Regions from separate parts of the Sus scrofa genome. Here all the other regions are linked to region 1. Evidence: chromatin contacts called from public Hi-C data. All regions are on one chromosome and are shown on one strand. Each heading gives the region's core, a stretch centred on a gene start, on an enhancer-like site or on the middle of the called end of the contact. The rest is flanking DNA. Distances are from core to core; before and after follow the strand shown.

The links. Hi-C and Micro-C count contacts between places; a contact is called where the count stands out from the background.
Region 2: a contact with region 1 is called in a Hi-C map of brain, with 5 times the contacts expected there. The contact joins the promoter of GNAQ here to the promoter of VPS13A in region 1. A contact is called at or near these places in 1 of 5 promoter capture datasets (liver), 10 of 47 Hi-C or Micro-C datasets (alveolar macrophages, brain, embryonic fibroblasts and 6 more) and 1 of 2 datasets of contacts at active chromatin or transcription factors (skeletal muscle).
Region 3: a contact with region 1 is called in a Hi-C map of omental adipose tissue, with 1.6 times the contacts expected there. The contact joins the enhancer-like site here to the promoter of VPS13A in region 1. A contact is called at or near these places in 1 of 5 promoter capture datasets (fetal skeletal muscle), 9 of 47 Hi-C or Micro-C datasets (embryonic fibroblasts, epiblast stem cells, fetal heart ventricle and 5 more) and 1 of 2 datasets of contacts at active chromatin or transcription factors (alveolar macrophages).

Annotation. Positions count from the first base shown.
Region 1 is chr1:230,067,935-230,071,016 of Sscrofa11.1, reverse strand. VPS13A (vacuolar protein sorting-associated protein 13A) reads right to left here and starts at 1,678. Exons shown (of 73, transcript XM_021065108.1): 1 at 1,371-1,678. The coding sequence starts at 1,470.
Region 2 is chr1:230,905,302-230,908,383 of Sscrofa11.1, reverse strand. It overlaps GNAQ (G protein subunit alpha q), which reads left to right and starts at 1,396. Exons shown (of 7, transcript NM_001038623.1): 1 at 1,396-1,547. The coding sequence starts at 1,412.
Region 3 is chr1:230,641,319-230,644,400 of Sscrofa11.1, reverse strand. All of the region lies in intron 5 of GNAQ (G protein subunit alpha q), which reads left to right. Among named protein-coding and RNA genes, the nearest start is that of GNA14, 98 kb to the right of the region's middle. Within about 2 kb of position 1,545, at least 8 of the 83 cell types and tissues checked have an H3K27ac peak or open chromatin away from gene starts, as enhancers often do. A contact at or near this core is called in omental adipose tissue and subcutaneous adipose tissue, where this site is marked.

The DNA.
Region 1 (3,082 bases), core at 429-2,928:
AAGTCAACCATAATTTAAATAAATAAATTTTTTAAAAAATGAAATATTGACACATGCAACACATGGATGCCTCTCAAATTGATTTTGTATAGTAAGCCACAAAATGTTCTCAAGGCTTCCTACAGAGGTAGGTGGAGACAAGTTTTATTATTTTTATTTTGCAAATGAGAAGCAGCACGATTAAATCATCTGCAAATTTCTGATACTAGTTCTTGTAGTCTAGTAGTCTCACTATCATGGTACTAGCTGTCAACAACAGTAACAACAGGTTTTCTTTATCAAACTATATTACCTGTTCACACTATTTCATAAAAGAAAAATACCAAAGTACTTTAGAAGACTGAAAGTGTGTGTATATTCAAGAACAGTAAAAATTTTTTAAACATATACTACAAACACACACAAAAATAACCCTAGCTTTAGCCTGGGAGAGTCATTTTGTAAAGAAGAGGAATCTGTTGTCTAACGGGTTTTAAATAGATAAGGGTATATAATACACAAACAGGTGGAAGCACTAAAAATGAAGCACCAAATAAGAAAGACCACCAGAAAACAACGGACGCTATAATAAAGCCCCGGTCCCTCACCATCTAAACAACATTAAGGACAGGTTCATCCCCGTATGAGAAGTTGCCCGGCGCACCTCGTTTTTTAAAAAATTCAGTTAACTCACTGGGATCCACAAAACCCCAAAGCTTTACACTGCTGCGTGAGGTTGTGAATTTAAAACACACAACCAACCCCTCGAGTCACTCTGCACAGGAGTTTTCGCCCTGTGTTACCAGCCAACCCAAGCGAGCCACCCCGGAGTCCAGGTGGTGTGGCCGGAAGGGGGAGCCCAGAAGCCGGCACCGTTCGGCCGTACCGGGAGGCTGGGCGAGGAAGGAAGAGGGCGTCTTTGGTCACAACGCCTGGCTTTCACGTGCAAGGCGGCGTGAGCCACTCCGTGGGCTGCCCGGGGCCTCCGTCACGACCCAAGGGGGTAAAATGGAACAAACTAAGCTCAACTGCGTCTCGTTGCCAACCCTCGCCCAGCACAGCTGAAACTGGACCGCCAGGGGCAGAAAAGGGCGCCTCGGCGGGATTTGAACTCCAGACCCTTGGAGTCCACTGCAGGTCCTCTTAGCCAGAAACAGGGGCCCTTTTCATCCCGCACCCAACACCCCATTCCCCTCAGGCCAAAAAAATAACTCGCAGACGGAGGCCCGGAACTGCTGCCGGGCTCTACGTAATCTGACCCCAACGAGAGCGGCGGCAGGTGGTAGCGCTCGGCGAGCGAGGGGCTCGAGGCCCCAAAAAGGCAAGGCCAGGCGCTGGCAACTGGAGCCTGGGAGGGAGGCGAGATGGAAGGGCGGCGGCGGTCTCATTACCTCCCCAGATGCCCAGAGTGAGTTGGGATGTGTCCAGGTTCACCACATAGTCCCCCAAGAACCGGTTCAACACGTCCACGACCACCGACTCGAACACCATTTTCCTCAGCCGCGGTGGACGCGGAGCTCCTTTTCCCTGAGCCTGCCTTCCTCGGGCCCCTCTCAGGAGGCGCTCAGTTCATCGGCTCCGGGGCGACTCCTACTCTGCCGCCACCGGTGCCGGACACGAAACGCCGCCGCGAGCCCTAGGAGGGGCCAAAGTGCCTGCTCGCGCGACTCATGCGCAGCTCCGGCTCCAGGTTTGGGGCGGAGCGATAGGCCGGGAGAGAGCTACCGCGCCTGCGCGGCCGCCTCTCTGACGCTTGCCCCTTTCGGGCACAGCTGGGCTCTGCCTTCTCCTCGGCCCCGCCTCCTCCCCCATTGCCTGGCAACTGGGCGAGCATCAGGAGCAGCCAAACATTTTCCGACCCCGCCCCACCGGCTTTTCCGCAACACTACTGATCGCGTGGGCAGGGACCTGGTGGGCGCGCGGAGGTTACTCCCAGCATGAAAGGTCCCCCGCCAACAGAAGAGACACAACTCCTGCGGGCGGGGTGGTCCTGCAATACTAAGTGGAACCGGACGGGTTCCAGCCTCTTCCCGGTTAAGTGGGAGGCGTCCCAGTGTACCAGGGAGAACTCCCTTATTATTACAGGTTCTGAGGTACAGCAGAGCCCCGGCATTGCTTTCTGAGTTCGACCAGCCTGAGTGTTTGGACGCCCTCCAGGTCCTTGAGCGTTTCCCTGGCTGCAAATCGAGAGAGGGAAGAGTGAACTCGGGGTTGTAATTCCATGCCCCTTTCCCTACATCTGAGATCGCACTCTTTTTGGTCAAGTTATTTACACGGAGCCGACTTTCATCCCTTAGAGAGTCAGCCAGTCCGGAAACTGCTGAGCACCCTCCAAGAAATACTTCAAGACATAGACCCTGAACCCTTGAGCCTTGGCAGAAAGACTGATCTTAAATAAATAAATACACCCACTCCCACCCCGGCGTTTGGTCTGAGGTCACAAAGGCCTGAGGTCACAGAGACGCTGGATGTGAAGTTTGGAGAACCATAATTAATAAACTCTTAAAGATTTAAGAGGTAGGGGTGTAGTTTAAACTTCTCTCTGCATGGCAAATGATGAGTTTCTGTGATTTCTTCATCATGCAAGCGCTTTTTCTGCAGTCACCGAAATTTTTTAAGGTTTAAAGATTTACTTTCGCAAGTAGAATGCCTGGCAAATACGTGTAAAATCTTGTTTTACATGAGTTTATTAGTTATTTTCATATAATTTCATATTTGAAGGGCCTTTATTAGGTCACATTTCAATCTCTTGGTCTTTAAGGTAATGAAGCTGCAATGTTAGGGATTTGTCCAAAGTGACACAACTAATTTTCTACAGAAACAGATGGAATCTGGTACTTTTGACTGACTCCACCCCACCAACCCACCTATTCTCTTTCATTTGTCTATTGACATTGGAAATTTACCTCGAATACTTCAACAGAGTATAACAGAAACCAATACCAACTAAAATGCCCAGAAAACGGAAAAGCTTTATGTAATTATGGATTTTTCTATTGTTCTATTGTTTATAAGTCAGATATACAGTAGCTACAAAATTCCACTGTTATAATTTAACACCAAAAATTTAAATACAAAAACTTCCAGAACTCACTCTAAAAAT
Region 2 (3,082 bases), core at 147-2,646, 840 kb before region 1:
ACAATTCCTTCTTTCCTCCAGTAGCACTCCAAGATTGAATGTATTTTATTTTCTGTGATTGAACTGGGGGTCTGAGGTGACGCGAGATACTTTCTAACCAAATGGCGTTTTAGAAATAGGAACTGGAGAGAACAGTGAACTGGGCGAAGAGCCGCCCGGCAAAGCGGATCTGCGGGCGGGGGACGCGAGCGCCGCGGGCACCTTCAGAGTGCGGCCGGGTGTTCACAGCGCCGGCCGGTGCACGGGGCTCGCTGGGCTGAGTCCCGCGCCTTCCCGGTGGGGCCGCCGCCGCGTTCCGGGGCCGGTGGGCAGAAGGCGGGCGGAGGCCGCCATATTCCCGTTTTACCACGCCCGGGCGGTCGGCCGGCAGCTGCAGGTTGGCGGCGGCCCGGGCTGCGCCTCGGCGACCCGGCCCCGCCCCCCCGCCAGGGACTGCCTTGATCGCTGAGCCCGCGGGCCAGACCCCGGGCGCGGGAGCGGGAGGCGCCCGCAGAGTCCGAGGGGCCCGGTGCAGCCGCCGAGCGGCGCGAGCGAGGCGAGAGCCGCACTGGGAGGCGCGCCGTGTCGGCTGCGAGCCCAGGAAAGCCTTCCAGGAGGGGCCGGGAGGCACCGCCTCCCGCTCCCCTCCTCCCGCGCCCACTCCCTCCCTCCTCCTCCTCTTGCCGCCGCCGCCGCCGCCTCCCTCCCGGATCTGTGCTCTAGTTCAGAGAAGAAGAAAATGTGTGTGTGTGGCGAGGGGGAGGGCGAGCACTGAGCAGCAGCTCCGCGCCTGGCAATCGAGGCCGGGGGTGGGCGTCTGGCGGGGGCGGAGGCGGAGGCGGAGGAGCGCGCGGCGGCCGGGCGGGCCGGCTAGCCGGGTTTGCGCGCGAGCCGGGCGGTGGGCGCGGGCAGGGCCGAGGGCACCCGGGAGCCGTGTCAGGCAGCGGTGAGGAGCAGGCGCGCCAGGCGTGGGGAGCCGTCGGCGGCCGCTCGCTGCGGGGACGCCCCGGTGGATGTGCTCTCGCCGCCGGGCGCACGGCTTAGGGGAGCCTCGGCGGCGGCGGCGGCGGCGCGGGGGGCGAGGCGGGCCGCCCATTCCCGGGGAAGGAGGCGCGGGCGTCTGAGCGAGGCCGGGCGCGGCGGCCTTCCCTAGCGCGCCCCCCGAGCCAGCGCCCGCGGCCGCCTCCCGCGCCCGCCTCGCTCCTCCCGGCAGCCCGAGCCGCACGCTCCCGCCGCACCCCCGGCCCACCTGGTGGCCCCGGCCCTCGCCGCGGACCCCGCGGCGGTTCCCCGAGCTCGTCCAGGACGCGCGCCCGGGCGGCGGGGGCTCGGCGGCCACCGCTGCCTCGGGGGAGCGAGGGCGGGAGGGTGTGTGTGCGCGCTTGTTGAGCAGGGGGTGCCGGCGGGGCTGCAGCGGAGGCACTTTGGAAGAATGACTCTGGAGTCCATCATGGCGTGCTGCCTGAGCGAGGAGGCCAAGGAAGCCCGGAGGATCAACGACGAGATTGAGCGGCAGCTCCGCAGGGACAAGCGGGACGCCCGCCGAGAGCTCAAGTTGCTGCTGCTCGGTGAGTACTGCCTGGGCTGGCCGCCGCGGGCCCTCCCGCCGGGCCTCTGTGCCCCCTGCCCGCCACCCTCAGGCCCCGGGACCGCGGCCCCCGCCCCCGGGCGCCTGCGGCTCGCTCCGGCCCTCCCCGGGCGCGCCCCCGGACACTTCCCGCACTCGCGCGGGCGCGCACACGCCCGCGCGCGCGCGCAGAAGGGTAGGGGCTGCCCTGCCCAGGGCCTTGGCGTGTGCCTTTTGGTATCCCTGAGGGCTGTGCACTCGCGATGCGCGTTTATCTGCGGTGCATCTGCTACCTAGCAGATTGCTTCGGGGAGAGGCACGGTGGTGGGGTGGTGGGCTGAAGGATTGAACTTCCAGTGTCGTGGCCCTGGCGCCCGGTGGGGTGGTGGAGTTGGGGAGCTGTGTGTGTGTGGCCCCAGGGTGACGAGCGGAGCCAGGGCACGTTGTGGGATGGCGTGCAGTGGGGTAGCCTGTTTGCAGCCATTGTCAGTGCTTTGGGGGTCGAGAGGGAATGGTGGAACGGTGGGCACACTCGCGGCTGGATTCTCCAAGGAGTGATGTTGAGGGAGCCCAGTGGTTGGCTCTTCGAAGAAAGGGGCTTATGTATTGGGGCGGGGGGAGGCGGGGAGGCAAGCCCAGATGTGTCACACGAGTGCACCAGACCACCAAAAGGAGGGACCCAGAAGAGTTTCTTTATGGTGACAGGAATGTTTCTCCACCATTCTTTTCAGATAAAGATGAGGGGATATAGGAGATTGTGCGATGTGGTTGTTGACAGCGACGGGTATCTTTTGTTTAATGAGGCAACCCAGATGTAGGCCTGAATTCACAGTAGTTACTACTGAAAGCCAGTACAGCCTCTCAATTACTCCCATGGAAACAAATAGAAACCTTTTGTTTAAAACGGACAGGATTTTAATATCTTTGGAATCTGGGCTAGAAGGAAAACGGGAAGTGAACAGCAAAAATTTCTCTTTAATTTCTAAAAAATAACCCATCATTTTGTCCTAACACTAAGTTAGCAAGAAAATACCATTTCTCGTCTAGGAATTTTATTGATTATTATCTCTGAGAGAATGTTCAGAATCAACGTTCACATACAAATCAGGGCGACATAACTCTGAGCTATTGTGGTAGGAAGAACAAACAGCTTTGCAGTAACAGGCCTGAAAAATGTCTCTACTTGTGTTGTGGATATTTGCGTGTATAATAAATATGTTTCTCAGACATTTCTGGGAGAAAAGAATATTATATTGTCAATTCTGATTTGAGAAGCATGCATTTTCTTTCTTATCTTGAGCATTCCATCTCCTGGTTCAAGGAACCAATTGCCTTTGGGAAGGAACTGCTTATGTACTGGATTATTTACAAGAAGGAACAAAATATAATGATGACAAATAGTTACAAATGGTTAATTCACATGACATGTTTAATGTCTTCATTTTGAAAATGAGATTAGATAAATGTGCACATGTTTTTAAGGAACAGAAGGCAAACCCTGGATAAAAGGGGTGGGCTTTAGGGAATGAAGCCAGG
Region 3 (3,082 bases), core at 296-2,795, 570 kb before region 1:
CATTTTGCTAATTATTCAGTCCTATTAACTACCATGCATCATCCTGAGGAGAAGCTAATGCTTGTAGCTCAAATACACAAGCCCTATTAAGAGTCTGTGTGTTTATCTTTTACACTGAAAGAAAAGGCAATTCTTGTTGGAATTATTTCAAGTTGTGTTCATCTTTGGAGAGAGTATAACAGTCTCAGTAGATGAGAAACTCATGTCTTCTTAGTGGACCTTCTGCCCACCTGGGATATAGAGCCAGGGGAGGGGAGTTTGCAGTTTCTGTGCTGTTTGGCAGTTGTGTTCTCGTTGGGCTTTTAATATAGGATGCTATTCCAGTGGGGTTCAAGGCACAAACGTCAGCTTTGCCCCCTGGCTTCCAGGACAACACAGGTCCTTATTTTCAAAGCATTAAAACCCAGTGAATTCCCTACATTTGGAGGATATTTAGGACTTATTCAGAAGGAGAAAATGGGGGTAAGGGTGGGGGAACCACGATTTTAAGATTTAACAGCCTTGATTAAACGTCATGATGGCTTGAGAGGGATAAAGAAGGTGAAAGGTTTTGCTCAGGAGATCCTATGAAAATAGACCAATTTGAGATCTATAGTGTTCCTTCTCCTTTAAGCGGTTTTGTCATTTTAAAAGAGTTCTCTTTAGACATTAATATCCTCATTCCATTTTATCAAATTCTACTCTTGTGGAAATCTGACAAGAGTCACTGTTGTTGTTTCACTTTTGAGCACTTAATCTTACATCCTGACTTGTATCATTTTCTAATAGTTTGAGTATACATCTGAATTTCTTAGTGAGATTATAAGCTCCTTGGCAAGAACAGCCAGTGATGCATACTGGCAGAGCAGCTGACCACCTACGTGGTCTGTTTACCGCAGTGGCTCTCAACAGGGCTGGAGGGAGGCTCTTTTGCACCCCAGGGAACATTTGCCAATGTCTGCAGACATCTTTGGGTCTCACAATAGGAGGGGTGCCCTGGCATCTAGTGGGAAATGTTACGGTTCTGCTCAACATCCTAAAATGGACAGAACAGCCCTCCAGAATGAAGAATTATCCTGCCCCAAATATCAGAAGTGCAGAAGTTGAAAAACTCTGCTTTGGATGAACCCAGAAGACCACCCTACCTTCCTCCTGGTTCGTCCCCCTGCCAGCTCACTGACATCAGGAACTTCGAAGTTAGAGGTTCCTACATGTGGCTTGTGTCAGCCCCCACATGCCAATCATTACACATTAGTCTGCCCCAACAGATACTTAATATAAGGGTAATCTCATTTGCCCGTTATTTCTTTCCAAAGGTAGATCTTATAGGGAACTGTGAAGGACAGGAGTGCAGAGAGTATTTCAGAAGGCACTAGAGAAAGGCTTACCAAAATCTCAAGTTAACTTAGTTGTTGTTCAAGACAGCCATTCCCTTTGTCACCCCCCCCAAAGGCTCCATTTAGCCACCTTGTTGCAAACAGGAGCAAAGGGTATTCACTCAGAGGCCATCACGCTTTAAGGAGTGCTGATCCTTCCAGCAAAGGCGACTCCAGCTGTTAGCACTTTACACCGCTGCTGGGGCAGGCAGTGGCCACGAAACTGCATAACCAGGCATCTGAACACCATTGTCTGGTGGCCTCATGGCAATAAGCCCAGCCTGGAAGGGAGTGAGCATTTTGTGCATGTTCAGCACCTCTCCCTTCTGGATCAGACTCAAAGTCAGGGACACCCAGAAATCTCATCAAATGTGCATTATTTAGTAGTCAAAAATCACAAGGGACAATGGTGTTTATTTTCTTTCTCCCAGATTCTTAAAAGTATACCTTCCTTATTTGAAAGTGTTTCAACAGTTATCAAGAACAATTCACACTTTCCATATATGTTGTGAGTTAATGATGTGTTATATACAAACTCTAAACCACTGAAAAAGAACTAAGGAAAGCTTAAAAGCTTTAAGGAAACAAAGAAGAATTTTTCTTCTCTACAGATTTTATTCTCTGCCTCACAGTGTGCCAATTTTTTTTTTTTTTTTACTGTAGTGAATAATACATAAATTTACCATTTTTAAGGTGTACAGTTCAGTGGTATCAAAAACATTCACGTTGTAATGCAGCCATCACCACCATCCATCTCAGAATTTTTCATCTTTGCAAACTGAAACTAAACCCATTAAGCATTAAATCTCCACTTCCCCTTTCCCCACCCCCTAACAGCCACCATTCTACTTTCTGTCTCTAGGAATTTGACTACTCTCCAGGTATTTCATAAGTGGAACCATGTGGTATTCATCCTTTTTGACTGACTTTATTTTGCTTAGCATCGTGTCTTCAAGATTCATCCATGTATAAGTCACAGTTTCCTTCCTTTTTGAGGCAGAATATTTCATTGTATGCATATATAGCATTTTGTTTATCCATTCATCCATTAATGGATATTTATGGGTTGTTTCTACCTTGTGACTGTTTGGATATTACTGCTATAAAATGGGTATATAAGTATTTTTTTCAGGTTCCTGCTTTCATTTCTTTCTTCTACCCACAAGTAGAATTGCTGGAGTATAAAGTAATTCTATTTTTAATTTTTGGAGAAACCACCATATTGTTTTTCATAGTGGCTATACCATTTTATATTCCCACCAGCAATGTATTAAAGTTAAAATTTCACTGCATTCTTGCTGAACACTTAGTATTTTTTATTTTGTTTTGTTTTTTTAAAATAGCATTCTCAATAGATATAAAGTGGTATCTCACTGTGATTTTGATTTCCCTAATGGTCATTTGCACATTATCTATGAAGAAATGTCTTTTCTTCATAGATAATGAACCTTTGAATCAGCTTTCTGTTATTGATGAACTTTAAGGGTTATTTATATGGTCTAAATATTAAACTATATGATACATGACTTGCCATATGTTTTCTCCCACTGCATAGCTGATATCAGCTTCTTGAAGTCATTATTATTCTAGTATACCAATAATGGCACCCAGTCACTTGAGTAATAAGAAGATAGATTCTCATGTCAGTGATAGTTATTTTTGATCCAACCTGAAGTCAGGGAGAATGGTCAGCATGACCTTTGGATGTCCTTCCAGTCTTCTGGCTT